2 separate regions of the Anas platyrhynchos genome follow, and region 2 is linked to region 1. The links are chromatin contacts, called in public Hi-C maps. All regions are on one chromosome and are shown on one strand. Each heading gives the region's core, a stretch centred on a gene start, on an enhancer-like site or on the middle of the called end of the contact. The rest is flanking DNA. Distances are from core to core; before and after follow the strand shown.

Region 1 (6,881 bases), core at 3,399-5,898:
GTTACCATGACATTCACCTGCCATCCTTAAAGAAGTCAGGTACTAGATACTCCTTTGTATACAAAAGGAAAGTAATCAGTTTATAAAAGAGAAAAACTGACTGTTCAACTTCATATTAAAAAGTCAATGCAAAACTGGGTTTAAAAACAGAAGTTCAAAGATCTTACCACGTTTAATAAATTTCTCCTATTAATAACAATACTTTGAAGACCTCTGGTGTATTACCCAGAATTAAATCAAGGCTTTTATTTCTAAATTCAAAAGAGAACGGCACTCCTCAGCTGGAATCCAATATTCCAGGGGCACCTATTAGCATTGCTGCTGTTAGAAAAAAAAAAAAAAAAAACACAAAACAAACTGCACAAATTAGATCAAGGTAAAATACACAGGTAAACTTCAGAAGCTCAAATAATCATCACTGCACAAGTCTGAACTTAGGCCTCTCAAGTGACTTATCTACAGATTTCTGAATATCTGAGAGCATTCAATGCAGGTTCAAAGCTTTCAACAGCAAAGTAAATAGTACAAGTTTACAGAAAAAATAGACTCATAATCCTTTTTCCACGGGAAAAGCTACTGAAGACACACACAGTGTTCACAGCGGTTTCTCTGTAAATAACCTGATCAGGTAGCCTGCACTAAGTTATTCAGGAAGAACACAAAAGCACTAAAGGAAGAAATCTTACAAAGGGAATCCAAGACAGAACTGATAGAAAAAGAAAGAAAATGAGACATATGAGGAAGGACGGAAAAAGATAAGCAGAGAAATGGGGCTAAAATCCATCTGTTGCAAAGAGGAGTTAAAATCTTGGCAGAGGTCAGCTTGATAAAATTTCACTGATCCACATATCTGGATCATTTTGTGTTATTTTGCTTAATGGGGAACCGCTGTACAGAATCTAGGTACCGACACCCTTAGTTTGGAAACTTCATTCAAACAGGAACTTGGTGTTTGACCTTGTACAAGTCAGATGCCTAAGTCCTACCTATGCAATATGAGGACTCTTCTGTTTTAAGTTGTTCATGAAATGAGCAAATAAAAAGCCATGTGCAAGTAGAAAATAATATTTTGCCTAATAATTAGCTAACTTACATGAGCTAATACTACAATGTAAAAACCGTACACATTTCTAAAGCTGTGCATGTAGGCATTATTTTCACTTTTTTAAAAATGCAAACATTCCTCTGCAGTGCTAGTGTGTCAGCTGACAGAGCATTGCAAGAACGTGTGGGAACCGTAACTGAAAACCAAAGAAACAACTCTAATTTGCCATAAAATGCAATGTGCAGAAATAGCCACCAACTGATTAATTCAGTTTCTGGTAGGTGTTAATGATTTTAAAAAGCACAGTTAATACCTGAATTCAAAATAACTTCACTGCAATTCCTTCAGTTTTTCCTTCCAGAAATGTTGAGCTCAATTTTCTTTAAATATCCCACTAAAATCCAGATTTAAGGAAGTGATGACAAGGTTCAAACAATAATCAGTAAAATTAATACCCTTACTATTTTTTTTTTAAATCCAATGGAAAAATAACAATATTCCACCTCAGTTACACTGACTTCTAGCCTAGGAATTCTCAGAGAAAAAAAACAAAAGTACTGTGCCTCCTTTAAGTTATTATTAACACAGAAACAAGGAAAAAGTCTTGGCAGTGCTCACACGCAATTCTCAGTGTTGTTGGAACTACCTGAAACTAAACTTTTTCTTTTTTCTTCTAAGCGTGGCTAAACGCTTTCAAAACAACGGGAATCTTAGGTCAAATAATGCGTTGCTGACTTTAACCGTGCATTTAAAATGGCCAGCCAAATGAAGTGAGCCTGCCCGGGCTTGGTGCGCCTATCCCAGGATAGCCATGCCTACAAAGCCCCCTAGCGGCCGTGCGGCTCCGGCAAGCCCCAGGAGTTCTCGCCAGCACGGGAAACTCTTCCCGACCAACGCAGGCTCCCCTGAGCAGCAGCAGCCTTTCATTACCACGCAGTAAGCACACACAGCTCAGGTTTTACTCTCGTAGGTACGTCATTTATGGATGTAATGCTTTCAGTCTGCGAGCCAACGTGACTCTGCCAGCAGTACCTAATACCGAACATTTGGCTTCGCAAACTTCCATTCTTTCAGTAAAGGTCAGACAGTATCATCCCTGAAGCATGCCTGACATGCGTAATTTTAAGGACACGCCACATGTTAGCCTACCAAAAACAATGATGTGGAGTGTTTTAAAGTTTTATGCAAATTATTCTCGAAGGATGCCAGCACATGGGATTTATCTTCTGTCTTTAAGGTTCTGTCAATCTCCCTCTATAAAGATATTAAATCTTTATCAAACAAAAGTAGAATTAGTTTTGCACCATCTACTCAAATAACATTTCCCAAACTTATACAGAACAATCTGTTATTATGATCTGCACATTTCTTTCCTACAAAGTTTGAACAAGGAAAAGCACCTATAGCTTCAGGAAAACACATTTTATCTTGAACCTCAAAAATGTGCAGCATTTGATTGCTAGTGCTAAATATAGGATTTTAAAAACAATTCCGTCTGAGCATGAGGTATTTAATTGGATTATGTTACACATGCAATGCCTTACCTAAAATAAAGTCCAATATCGGTAAGCAGCAGGCATTTGGTTGCAATTATTTTTATTTTGAGGGGTGGGGGGAGTGCGACGACACAACACTGGCAGCCACTTCCTATGGGGATACTTTAAAAAAAAAAAAAGCATACTATTTAAGTTCAGTATTTTCCAAGTTTTAAAATAACTTGTTACAAAATACACCAAGCTAGTGATAATGTAACAAATGCTTGAACAATTTCTGCTACTGTAAGTGCCATAGACCCTTTAAAAAAAACAAAACTACTATCTTACTATATTGACATCATGCTTTCAGAGCTCTAGTAACACTGAGTTCCAGTAGAATACTATAAAAAAATTGTAGCACTTCTTGAAAATAATTTTCAAAGAAGGAACAAAAGAAGGTAAACCCTCATAAAAACACACCTGGATGACTATTTGCAACACCCTAGTTTTACATACATACTGCAAGTTTGAAATACGTGTTTTTTTTTTCCTGAGAAAACATGTAACTCTGGTCACTGATGTCACTGCTGAAAACAGCTATCATACTGAAGAACCTCAGGAAGGTAAGACAGCACAGAAAAATGCAGCCTACTAATTCCTCATTCACTTATGAACTAAGTGTACAAGTATCTATGCTGTAACTGGCTCCAATGCACAGGTTTAAAATGGACGTTCAATTGACCAGCAAATGCAGTTATCTCTTTACTGCCTTTACTCTGCAGTGTAGAGTTTTTAAATTTCTGTCAAAGATCTTGATTAAGAAAAAAAGAAATCCTCCACTTATCCGCATGACACTGAACTAAAGAATACACATATACCCCCACAGGCCTATTTTGGTCTAGATTTAAAACGTTCCCCTCCTACTTATTAAGGAAATATTCCACGCTGCTATCAAAAGCGATACAGGAGAGGGCAAAAGGGGGCTACAGAGCCAGGGTGGGGTGGATTCTGGGGTGGGAAGGTGACGAGTATGTCCTCCTTCTCTGAACAAACAGTCTATTTTCAAGGAAAATAGTGCTTTATACTCCTTACGTCCTATATTTTCAACACTATGGCGTTCTATCTGTGGTGCTTTCCTTGGGTGGAGAGAGTCTAAAGGTTATGCTGGTTGAAGCGATTCAAAACGCGTGAGAGCTGCAACACTGCAACTGGCTACCCTATTTCAAAGGCTTACAATCCACCTGGTGGAAAAACAGAAACGCACACACATCATTAGCCGAGCGAAGTTTTCTTAAATTTAGCGTCGAGCGATATCTGAAGGTGAAAGGAAGGAGGAGGAGAACTGACAACTGTTCAGATTCACTGGAGAAGCAGGAGCAGCGAGTAGAAGGGGGCGGCGAGGAGGGAAAGAAGTACGGAGAAAGGAGAAAAGGGGGGGGGGAGGAGGAGACGGGCAGCGGGAATGGGAGAGGGGAGGAAGCCGGAGGAGTAGGGGAAGGAGGGAATGAGGAAGGAAGAGGAGAGGAGCGGGGAGCTCCCTTCCTGCCTCCCTCCCTCCCTCCCCGGGGAGCCGCGGCCAGCTGGCAGCCGCGCACGGCAGGCTCGGACCCTCCCACGGCCCAGGCCTCCAGCACCTGGCCGGGGCCGGCCGCCCCGCTCCCTGCCCTGCCCTGCCCTGCGCGCTCCCCGCTCGGCCGGGCCTCGGCCGCAGCCCGCAGCCCGCAGCCCCTCCGCGCCGGGCCGGGCCGGGCCGTGCCGCCCCCTTCCCCCGCTGCCGGCTTGGGGCCGCCGGCCCCTGCCCTCACCTCTGGCCGCCGGGATCCGGCTCCTCCGCGGCGGCGGCGGCGGCGGCAGCATGCCCGGGACGCTCTCTCCACGCCGGCGGCTCCCCCAGCCCCGGCCCCGGCCCCGGCCCCGTCCCCGCGGGGCTGAGCTCGGCTCCGCTCCCCGGCCCGCCGCCGCAGCCCGCAGCCCCCGTCCCGCCTCCCCGCTGCTCCCTTCCCCGGCGCCCTACGGCTCAGTAATGGCGGCCGCCGAAGCCTCCCCGGCTGCCGGCTGCCTGACGGCGCCTCTCGCTCCCCCTAACTTTACCTCAGCAGCTTCCCTTCCCTTCCCTTCCCTCCCCTCCCCCCTCCCCTCTCCTCTCCCCTCCCGCCCGCCGCCGCCGCGGCTTCAGCGCGCGCGCTCCCGCCCGCCCGCCCGGCCAGCTGCGCGTGCGCGGGGCAGCGCCTCTTCCTGCTGCCGCTGGAGGCACCGGGAAGCCGGCCGCGCGCCCGACGCTCCCCCCCCTTACGCCTCCCCTTCCCTCCCCGTGCGGGCACGCGCGCCGGGCGGCCCCGCTCCTGGTGCCGGCGGCCGCATGGGTGGCGTGGGGAGGGAACGGGGCTCCGGGGGTCGCGGGTTCTAGTCCCGCCGCCGCCCGCGCTGCTAGGCCGAGGCGCCGCGGAGGCGCGTACGGGCTTGTGGCCGCCCCGAAGCGTGCCCGCAGCAAGCCCCAGCGATGGGGGCAGAGCGACGGAGTTTGAAATATCCCCGAAGGGGCCGGGGCCGGCCCCAGTCCTCCGCTGCCCGGTGGGGAGGAGACGAGCACGCCAAAGGGCCCCGCTGCCAGCCTTGCGTCCCCCTTGCCAGGCTGCTTGGCGTTTTTCACTGTGATTTCCAGGCTTAGCAAATAAAACACAACATACCACTTCTGTCTTTTTTTGGCCTTAATAAAGGTCTGGCACCATGAGCAGGCTCTGAGGCCTGCAGAGGTAGATGGCTCGCAAGACGGCCATAGCCTGGCGCTTCACAGATGGCACTGGCCACCTGGAAACTTCTGGAGTCCAACTTGCCATATTTCACCTTAATCTCCACATGCCGCCACTTTGCTGATGGCTAACGGAAGGTCACATCCGTCTCCCACCTCACAGGGCTTTCCTAGGTCGTAATCAATGCTTGTGGAGCATTCACACAACGACGGCAGTGTGAAGTAGCCAGCGCGGGTTTGTGGTGCCACCAGAGCTGGCTCTCTGCACAGAGTGGTAGAGACATGGGGCACAAGGGATGTACACCTCCTTTTCATGAATACATACAAAAGATCAAATGAACATGCTACTTACCCATGCCACATTCAAAGTTTTGAACATGTTACTTGTAACAATAATATTTGATCACTGCGTGATTTGTTCTGTGCATTTTTGTATGGTGCACACATTTCACAGTTTTACACATGAAAATTAAGAAGTTAAATGAACAGGTTAAAAAATCAGGCCCTACCTTAAGACACGTTGCCTGTAAACTTGTTTTTCTGAGAAAATTCTAACTAGCAAAACCCTGTGGTGTTAAATTTGAACAAACAGCCTTACATAGACACTGCCTTATAGGAGAGTATTTCTAGAGATATTTTCTTGGTTATGTCCTCACTAACGAGATAGAAAATTCTTTGACACTGTAATTGGAATGTCTGCGAAAGAGTTTCTGTAGTCACATCTTCTTTAAAAACAAAAGGCAAGCTAAACAAGCCTAAAATCATAAGTTAATTCCAATTTGAATTGCCTTGTTTTGAGAGTTTCTTGTATTTATTTTTATTCAAATTACATCTTATACATACAAGTCAGGGCATTAAAATCCCATCTCAGATTACCAGAAATAAAGCTTTATATTGATATTCATATCTAGTTTAAAAAATCTTTTGGATTTCTTATTTCAATGAAATAGAAGTTTTAGGGAATGAGATTTATAATTCTGAAACTCTGCATTAATTTTCTTAAGCAGTTAATATGAAAAATGTTCTTAAAGTTCTGTCATGTAGAAGACTTCATGCAGGGATTGATTCTATTGCTTATTTCAAACCTGATTTGACAACTGAAGTGAGCTAAAACTAAAAACCTCAGACAAAGCAAGTAGGCTTACATAGGTATATATATATATATATACATGTATGTATATATATGTGTGTATATATATGTGTGTATATATATGTGTGTGTATATATATATATATATATATAAGTGTAATGAAGCTGGACATGAGCTTGGGAATAGAAGGAAGCCTTTCCCGGTAAGCTCAAACCTGAAGCACAGAAGGATGGTGCAGATTGCTTCAGTTAGAAGGGGAAGGAAATACCCTTTGTTACAGGGAAGGCAGAGGTACTCTTCACAACAGAGGTACTCTCTTCACAGACACAGGGTGAAAGGCAGAAGGCACAAGTTGCTTCTTATTATGTTAGTCCCCAGCAGACACAGCAGCAGCTTCAAAAGCGGTCCTTGGTGAACGAAAGGAACAGGTTTCCAGGCAGAATTAGATTGGCTGATTCTTCTGCCTCCGACCCTAAATATTGCCTAAAAATTCAATATAATAGATGTAAAGCCAGAAAGAGA
Region 2 (6,894 bases), core at 2,370-4,869, 79 kb before region 1:
TACACTAACATGATGGAAAGCCAGCAAATACAACCTCTGTGATACTGCATTGCAGCACTTTATTTAACTCCCCTAATCAAAATATTCTGCTCAGGGTTTTAGATGCACTTGGATCTCTGAAGGATCTGGACACATTCCAGTGTAAACTTTTTTTTTTCTTTTATAGCAACATAACAGGAAGGAGTAAACAGACAAAAAAGAGAATAACTTCCTGCTGTGAATTTGCAAAGTATTTCTTAAGTATTAGGCCCCATCCTGCACAGTATGTAATTAAGAGTCAACTCTGTTGATACATCAGATGTCTAGTTCCCAATGATATTCTGTTTATTTACACAGGCAAAACACATTTTTTCCCCTGGTGGCATAGGCACTGAAGGCCTGTGGAGGTACACAGTATACCTCCATAGCAGCCTTCCTTCTTTGTAAAATTATCTCAGCCTGAAGCAGCTAAATTTTGAGTGTAGTTTTAAGGAGTGAAAAACAGATATTTTTCTTTCTTAAGCACAGATATCTGTCTTGATAACATCATCTATGCAGAACTACCCTGAGCCTCAGCTCTTGTATTTATACCTCAAGGGAAGGAGAGATTTCAGAGCTGATAAAAGTTGTTACAGGCTAGAGAGCCATAACATACAGCTAGACCCTCCAGGGAGTGGGAATTGCCTTCTTCTCAGTTATAAGACCTTTTGTGTCTGCTTCCCTCGTACAGCCCCCTTCAAAGCTCTTTGCAATTAACTTGCCAGGGTTCAGCTAACAGAATGAAATAGCATCCAGGTACTTACCACAGAAATAATCCTCAACAGAGCAGTGGAATAGATAAGGATGATAATTAACAGTCACAGCAATTAAAGCAATTTCATGTTGTGATATTCATTCTCAGCGGAAAGGAAAAATCGCATACATTTCTCCTGACTGACTGCCAAGATAGCTAACATGACTGAAAGATTTAATACAGAAACTTGGAACACAGAAAATCTGCCTACTCTGTTCTCTAAAGACGAAAACTGAGTGACATAGTCATCTAATCTGTGGGTTTTTTTCTGCTTTAGTGCTTAGGCCTATATTGAGTTGAAAATATCATAAGACACAGCATGCAATTTTATTTTTATTTTCCAATATGATTATGTTCACAACTTGTATTTAACTACATGTTAAAACACAGGCAAAAGCTTGAGACTGTGTTCTTTGCTGCATCTGGCAGTGAAATGTAAGAAGAAAGCCAAGTGAACTGAAAGAAAAACTGCCAAACTGAAAATGCTTTCCCCATAAACATTCCACAAAGTGTTGGTCACTTGCTACAGTTCTTGGAGGAAATCCCAGTAGATTTCTGTCACCCAGAGCTGTGAGAAGTCAGGGCACAGTGGAACTGGGAAAGGCATCTTTATGGGGATTGGAATTACACAGCTAATCGAAAATGAGATACAGATACTCTTACCATCTATATCTGTGCTGTATCTTTTGTTCTTATCAGGCAAAAAGAGACAACAAATGAAAGAAAGATAAACTAATGCACACGTTCTTTCTCTGAAGACCTACAGTGGGAAAGAAAGCCAAGCTAGCAAAGAAATCTTTCCTGTTTTTTTTTTTTTTTTCTAAAGAGCATAATGCTGTCATTTAAAATTGTGGATTGTGTGTTTAAACTTAAAATAATTCAGAAACTCTAATAATTGATAATATAAATATGCAATAATATAAATTCAATTAAAAAGAAATGTTCCACACTGTAATCCATAGATGCATTCATACTGAAGAATATAAATGTTTTGTAGAATTTGACTGAAATAAAAGATATCTGACTTTATCTGAGGACTTCAACGCACACTGTCTGCATGATCTTATACTTCAGAAAGTCATATATATTCTCATGTATACAAAGAATCTTACTCGTGTCTATAGCCTCTTCTTTTAATATGCTTTTAAATGGGTTAAATCAGTCACAGATCTATGAATCTGCAGCATCAGCCATTCATTCCATATAACTCATCTCATTAGGTATATAACAGGTTAATGACACTTTTTGCCTTACATCCCCATTTCCCCACTCTTTATTTTGTTTAGAACAGCATATGACTGTTTTACATGTCCTAATGCATACCTAGCACAAAATGAACCCAAATTTGTTTAGCATGTGTTATTCTAATAGTAACACACACAACAAATATTCATAGTTTTCAGGAAAAGTTTCTGTTTGAATAATCTGTCTTCATAAAACACTCTAAATCAGAGGGGCTTTTTCTTTCCATTCCTTGTTCAAAGTGTTTGCATAATCAGCAAACATACAAAATGGAAGTGGGAGTGGACAAAATGGACCTTTTCCACTTCCTTGAAGCTCCAACATGTAGAAGAGGAAAAGCTGGATTCTCTTCTGTACACAGCAGAGAAGGAAGAAGGAATATGCAAGAGACACTCCTCACCTGACTCTCATATGCCAGCATTCTTTAAGCAGGATTTCATCTACTGGCTTGGTGAAGATCTGTAATACACAGAGCTATGTACAGTATATAGCAAAGAATTTAAAGGTTTTGCATATGAGCAATAGGGAGCTTAAACATATTTCTGTAATGTCAGGAATTAAATAAATTATGCTTTCAGATGAAATTCATGTTAACCTGGTCACCCTTGGCAGAAATTTCCCTGTTTGGCAAATGTATAATTTCAGCACCTACATTCAGGCTGGATGCTAGGGGCTCAGCCAGGAACAGAGAACAGAAACAAATACCATTCAGTACTCACCACCGTTCATCATGGCCAATGAATAGAGAGGCTGGTGCATCTCTTAACTGCATGTACTATGATTGACTTAGAGATCAGACAAGGCAACCTTTTTAAAATAAACTATAGAATCACAGACTGGTTTGGGTTGGAAGGAACCTTAAAGACAATCTAATTGAAATCCCCCCTGCCCTGGGCAGGGACACCTCCCACCAGACCATTTTGCTCAAAGCCCCATCCAGCCTGGCCTTGAACATTGTCAGGGATGGGGCATCCACAGCTTCTCTAGGCAGCCTGTTCTAGTGCCTCACGACCCTCTGAGTAAAGAATTTGTTTCTTGTATCTAATCTAGATCTACCCTCTTTTAGTTTAAACTCATTCACCCCTGTGCTACCACTACAGCCCGTAACAAAGAGTCCCTCCTCAGCTTTCCTGTAGGCCCCCTTTAGGTAGTGGAAGGTGTGGAAGTCTCCCCAGAGTCTTCTCTTTAGGCTGAACGACCCCAAGTCCCTCAGCCTAAGTATGAAGTTAGAGGTCCAAGAGAGGACAATTGCATCAAAACATATTGCTCAAAATGGGTGAGTCATGGAGACAGAGAGCGCAGGAGGATTGGTGTAATGAAGGGAGGGATAGGGTGTGAAAGACAAACAAACAAACAAACAAACAAACTAGGCAATACATGTGGTAATAGTTTAGTACAGGTGCAAGTGTTTTAGCTGTTAGTGATGTGGGCTGATGTCAGCATTTAAAAAAAAAAAAAAAAAAAGCGTTTGGAGAGCAACAATTTTCACTCTGCTACAGGCAGTTCCTAGATGCATTTATGAAAGACATGAATTTTAATAACTGTCTTCTTTTCAGTTTCATCTCAACAGTTTAGTGATCCTTCTCCACAAGGTGGCAGAAAGACCACACAGTTGACCAATAATGGCTCTAACCAACCTCTGTCTTGTCACAGAATTACCACATTAAAAGTCCTACCACCCAAGCAAAATAAATCCTGAAACAATTAATTCTGTGCTAATTGGAACAGTGCAATTTATCCATATGATATAACAAAGGTTTAAGGAAGAAGATCACAAACAGGAGATTAAACTGCTTAGTCATCATGACCTACTCAAGCATTGTTATGCAAATGAAGGCTTTGCACATATGCTGTCCAGTAATTCCTCAGCTATCTGAACGGAAATGGATATGAAAGCAATTTGGATAAGGAAGAGGATCATATTTTAATATAAACAAAACCAGCCTGGAGGGCAATAACCTCACGTTGGATGAGTTATCAGATACTAACACTTCAGAAAAAGAAGCTCAATATAAAGTGGCTTTTATAAACTGTTTCAGCATGGGTAATGAGAGCACAGGGCATGTGAGGGAAGGCCCTCAGCCCCAGGCTGCAAAGAGCCATTCTCTGACCATGCAGAAGGGCAGCACCCGTGGGTCTGTCAGAGAAGAGCAAAGTGCTGGTCATCAGCTCTTGGGGAGCAGGACATGGATTCAGGTTTAAACATGAGGTTTGGGATCAAGGTTCTGTGCAGCCTGGAGCAATTTGTGAGCTCGCCTCCATGCCCAGAAGGCAGAGGTGTCCTCCTGCACCACAGAGGGACGAGGCCTGGGGCTAAGCCCAAAGCCCTGCTGCCTGGCTCACTCACCACAGGCTCCTTCCTTACACACAGGTTTTAAGTCACTTCTATGAAGTAGAGGTTACATTTGTGTTCCTCTCCTACATTTGCCTAAACTGGCTATAACTGACTGTAGCAGATTAAGAAGGGAAGCAACTCTTGCCCAAGACCATGTTTTTGATAGCCCTCCCCATCTTATCTCTCTCAGTGTCAATCTGTCTCCCTCCCCCCCACCACTTTTTTTTTTTTACAGCAGACAAAGGAGACGTTTTGCATTTACATAAGAATCCCTCTCTGCTTTTGTACTGATCCTCCCAGGTTCATCTGCACCTTCAATCAATAAACGGCAATTTCCCCTTTGAGGATCTGCAGTAGGAGTAATCCTCACACCGTGCAGAAAGGCCTCCAGCCCTGCTACACTGTATGAGTAGCTGGCCTTTTAAGAGGCTTAAAAAAACAACTTATGAAATATCTTTTAGTGGAACCGATTGTTGTGGTTATTTCAGAAAAAAAGTTAGAACTAAAAGATAACTGGAAGTCAGGGCAAAAGCCAGTTAAAACAGAAGTGTTAAAGCTGTGATGCCAAGTACACAGCGCAGTAATGGCAGTAAACACAGTCATGTGCTGAGGAGGCCTAATATGACCTTGTCTCAATGACAAATATCCTCTTCAACTTGTGAAAATGTCCATGTTTTTGTTGAAAAAGGATTCCCAAGTCTGTGAAGCCAGAAAATCAAATTACGAAGGCATTTAAAAATCAGCTTAAAGCGATTAAAATTTTTGTGAAGTGTAAAAAATGGGATTTTTAAATCACTTTTGCTTGTCAGGAAGAAAGTACATCATCTGACTGAATGTGTTGCCCACATGCACACAGAACAGCTACAAGAAGCTGGGCTGTGCTATTTGACAGCTTCAGTGTCCACCATAGTGAGAGCAGCCTCACCAGCATCGTCCCTGCCTCCTGTTCTGGCCCTATAGATTGGGTAAATATATTTGCAAGAAGCTGGCCTTTTTTTGTGCAAGCCCATCAAGCTTTCAGAGGCATCCCAATTTCATCTCCATCCTGTTTATGCAGTGTCAGCAAGCTGACCTGTGAAGTGGGATTGCTGTGCCTTTCTCCCACTTCTGCAGTCAGGCAAGCCAAATCTAAGCTAAAAAATAATTCAACTGAAACACATTAGTACATTTGGGGTATCACAAACAAACTTTTAAATGTATCCTTTACTGGATTTTGGTTTTTCAGTTTAAAGCAGACAGTGTTTCCAAGGTAATTTATTGGAGTTTAAGAATAGCTTCTGTTTATAGCAATGGGACTATGCTTCTACAGAGATATTGCCCTACATCTGAGAAAAGCCAGGGCAATTAACAGCACTCTTGTCACAGAAAAAGAAAATGCATTTTAAGTGCTTCCATTTCATGTATGAAAAAGATGAATCTTATTCATGACCTAAGCTAGGGAAAAAAAAAAAAAAAAAAAAAAAAGTGATTCTGCTGCTGAAATTCAGGAAAAGGATTTGTCACCCCGATGGTTCACAGGTTCTTCATATGGCCTCAGGTGAGTCATGTCTCTGTGCCTTAGCTCCAACCTGGGAAACAGCAGTGGCAGTGTATCAAATCTGTTTCATCTGTGCCTTTCGCATCTACCTAAATTGTCTTCTCTTTAGGACAGGAACAAATTCTGAGGCCTTGTTTTTTTCTTAATGGAAAATGGCTAATAAGGCATACATTAATAAAATGCTTGCCCATGCTCACACTAAACTATTTGCTACACCACAAAGGAGAGAGGAAATAAAAGCAAGTAGGCCTCACACAGGCAGTTTAATGGGGGGAATTTCTGTCATTCTACGTTTTCTCTGATCCTCAAGAAATTTTGTACAAGAACTAAGAGGGAGGCATTTCAGAGTAGGCCCAATGTCCCCTGTCCATGAAGAGACCATCTCTAGAACTTGCTGGGTCTACTCAGAAGTATACCCAAGCAGGATGAGTATTGATTCCCCTTGTCTATCTTGCAAATTCTCCCTTTGATAAGCAACCCCATGCAGTACCAGATGGATGCTTGTTCCAGCTGACAGCTTTTAGGCTTTCACACTGCCAGAACACGGGGCATGCAGGAATGAAGGAAAGGAAACAATATATTTGCTTAAGTCTTTTCGAAGAGATCTTGCATAGTCTTCTAAAGCTGCCTGGTTTTGGTGCTGAATACTTGAGTTCCTCAGTAAGAACAGCTTGTTCCCTCCCCCAGATGAATGAGCTGGAGGGAACCCTGCAAATAGTTCCCAGCTTCCGACAAGGTTTTCACTATACGAGGGATAATCTACTTTGCAAAGCTTTGTAATAGTTAATGGGCATCAGGGTGGTGCAGAGAAAATTATGACTAAATGGGCTTCAGTAAAATGAAGGTAAGTTGCTGGAGCAGCACACAAAAGGAAGGCACTTTGCTGCCAAGCTAAAATGCCTCAGATCTGACACAGCCATTACTGATTACGTACACACCCCCATAACTACCTTGTCCACTCTTTGCAGAAGTGAGCATAGCTTTATGCACTCCATATCTCCTACTTAG

What was found. Hi-C and Micro-C count contacts between places; a contact is called where the count stands out from the background.
Region 2: a Hi-C map of subcutaneous adipose tissue shows a contact between it and region 1, with 2.2 times the contacts expected there. The contact joins the enhancer-like site here to the promoter of ARHGAP5 in region 1. A contact is called at or near these places in 2 of 8 Hi-C or Micro-C datasets (skeletal muscle and subcutaneous adipose tissue).

What each region holds. Positions count from the first base shown.
Region 1 is chr5:44,608,930-44,615,810 of IASCAAS_PekinDuck_T2T, reverse strand. ARHGAP5 (Rho GTPase activating protein 5) reads right to left here and starts at 4,648. Exons shown (of 9, transcript XM_027457706.3): 1 at 4,326-4,648; 2 at 2,590-2,703.
Region 2 is chr5:44,686,471-44,693,364 of IASCAAS_PekinDuck_T2T, reverse strand. No RefSeq gene overlaps it. Among named protein-coding and RNA genes, the nearest start is that of AKAP6, 14 kb to the left of the region's middle. Within about 2 kb of position 3,619, at least 1 of the 8 cell types and tissues checked has an H3K27ac peak or open chromatin away from gene starts, as enhancers often do. A contact at or near this core is called in subcutaneous adipose tissue, where this site is marked.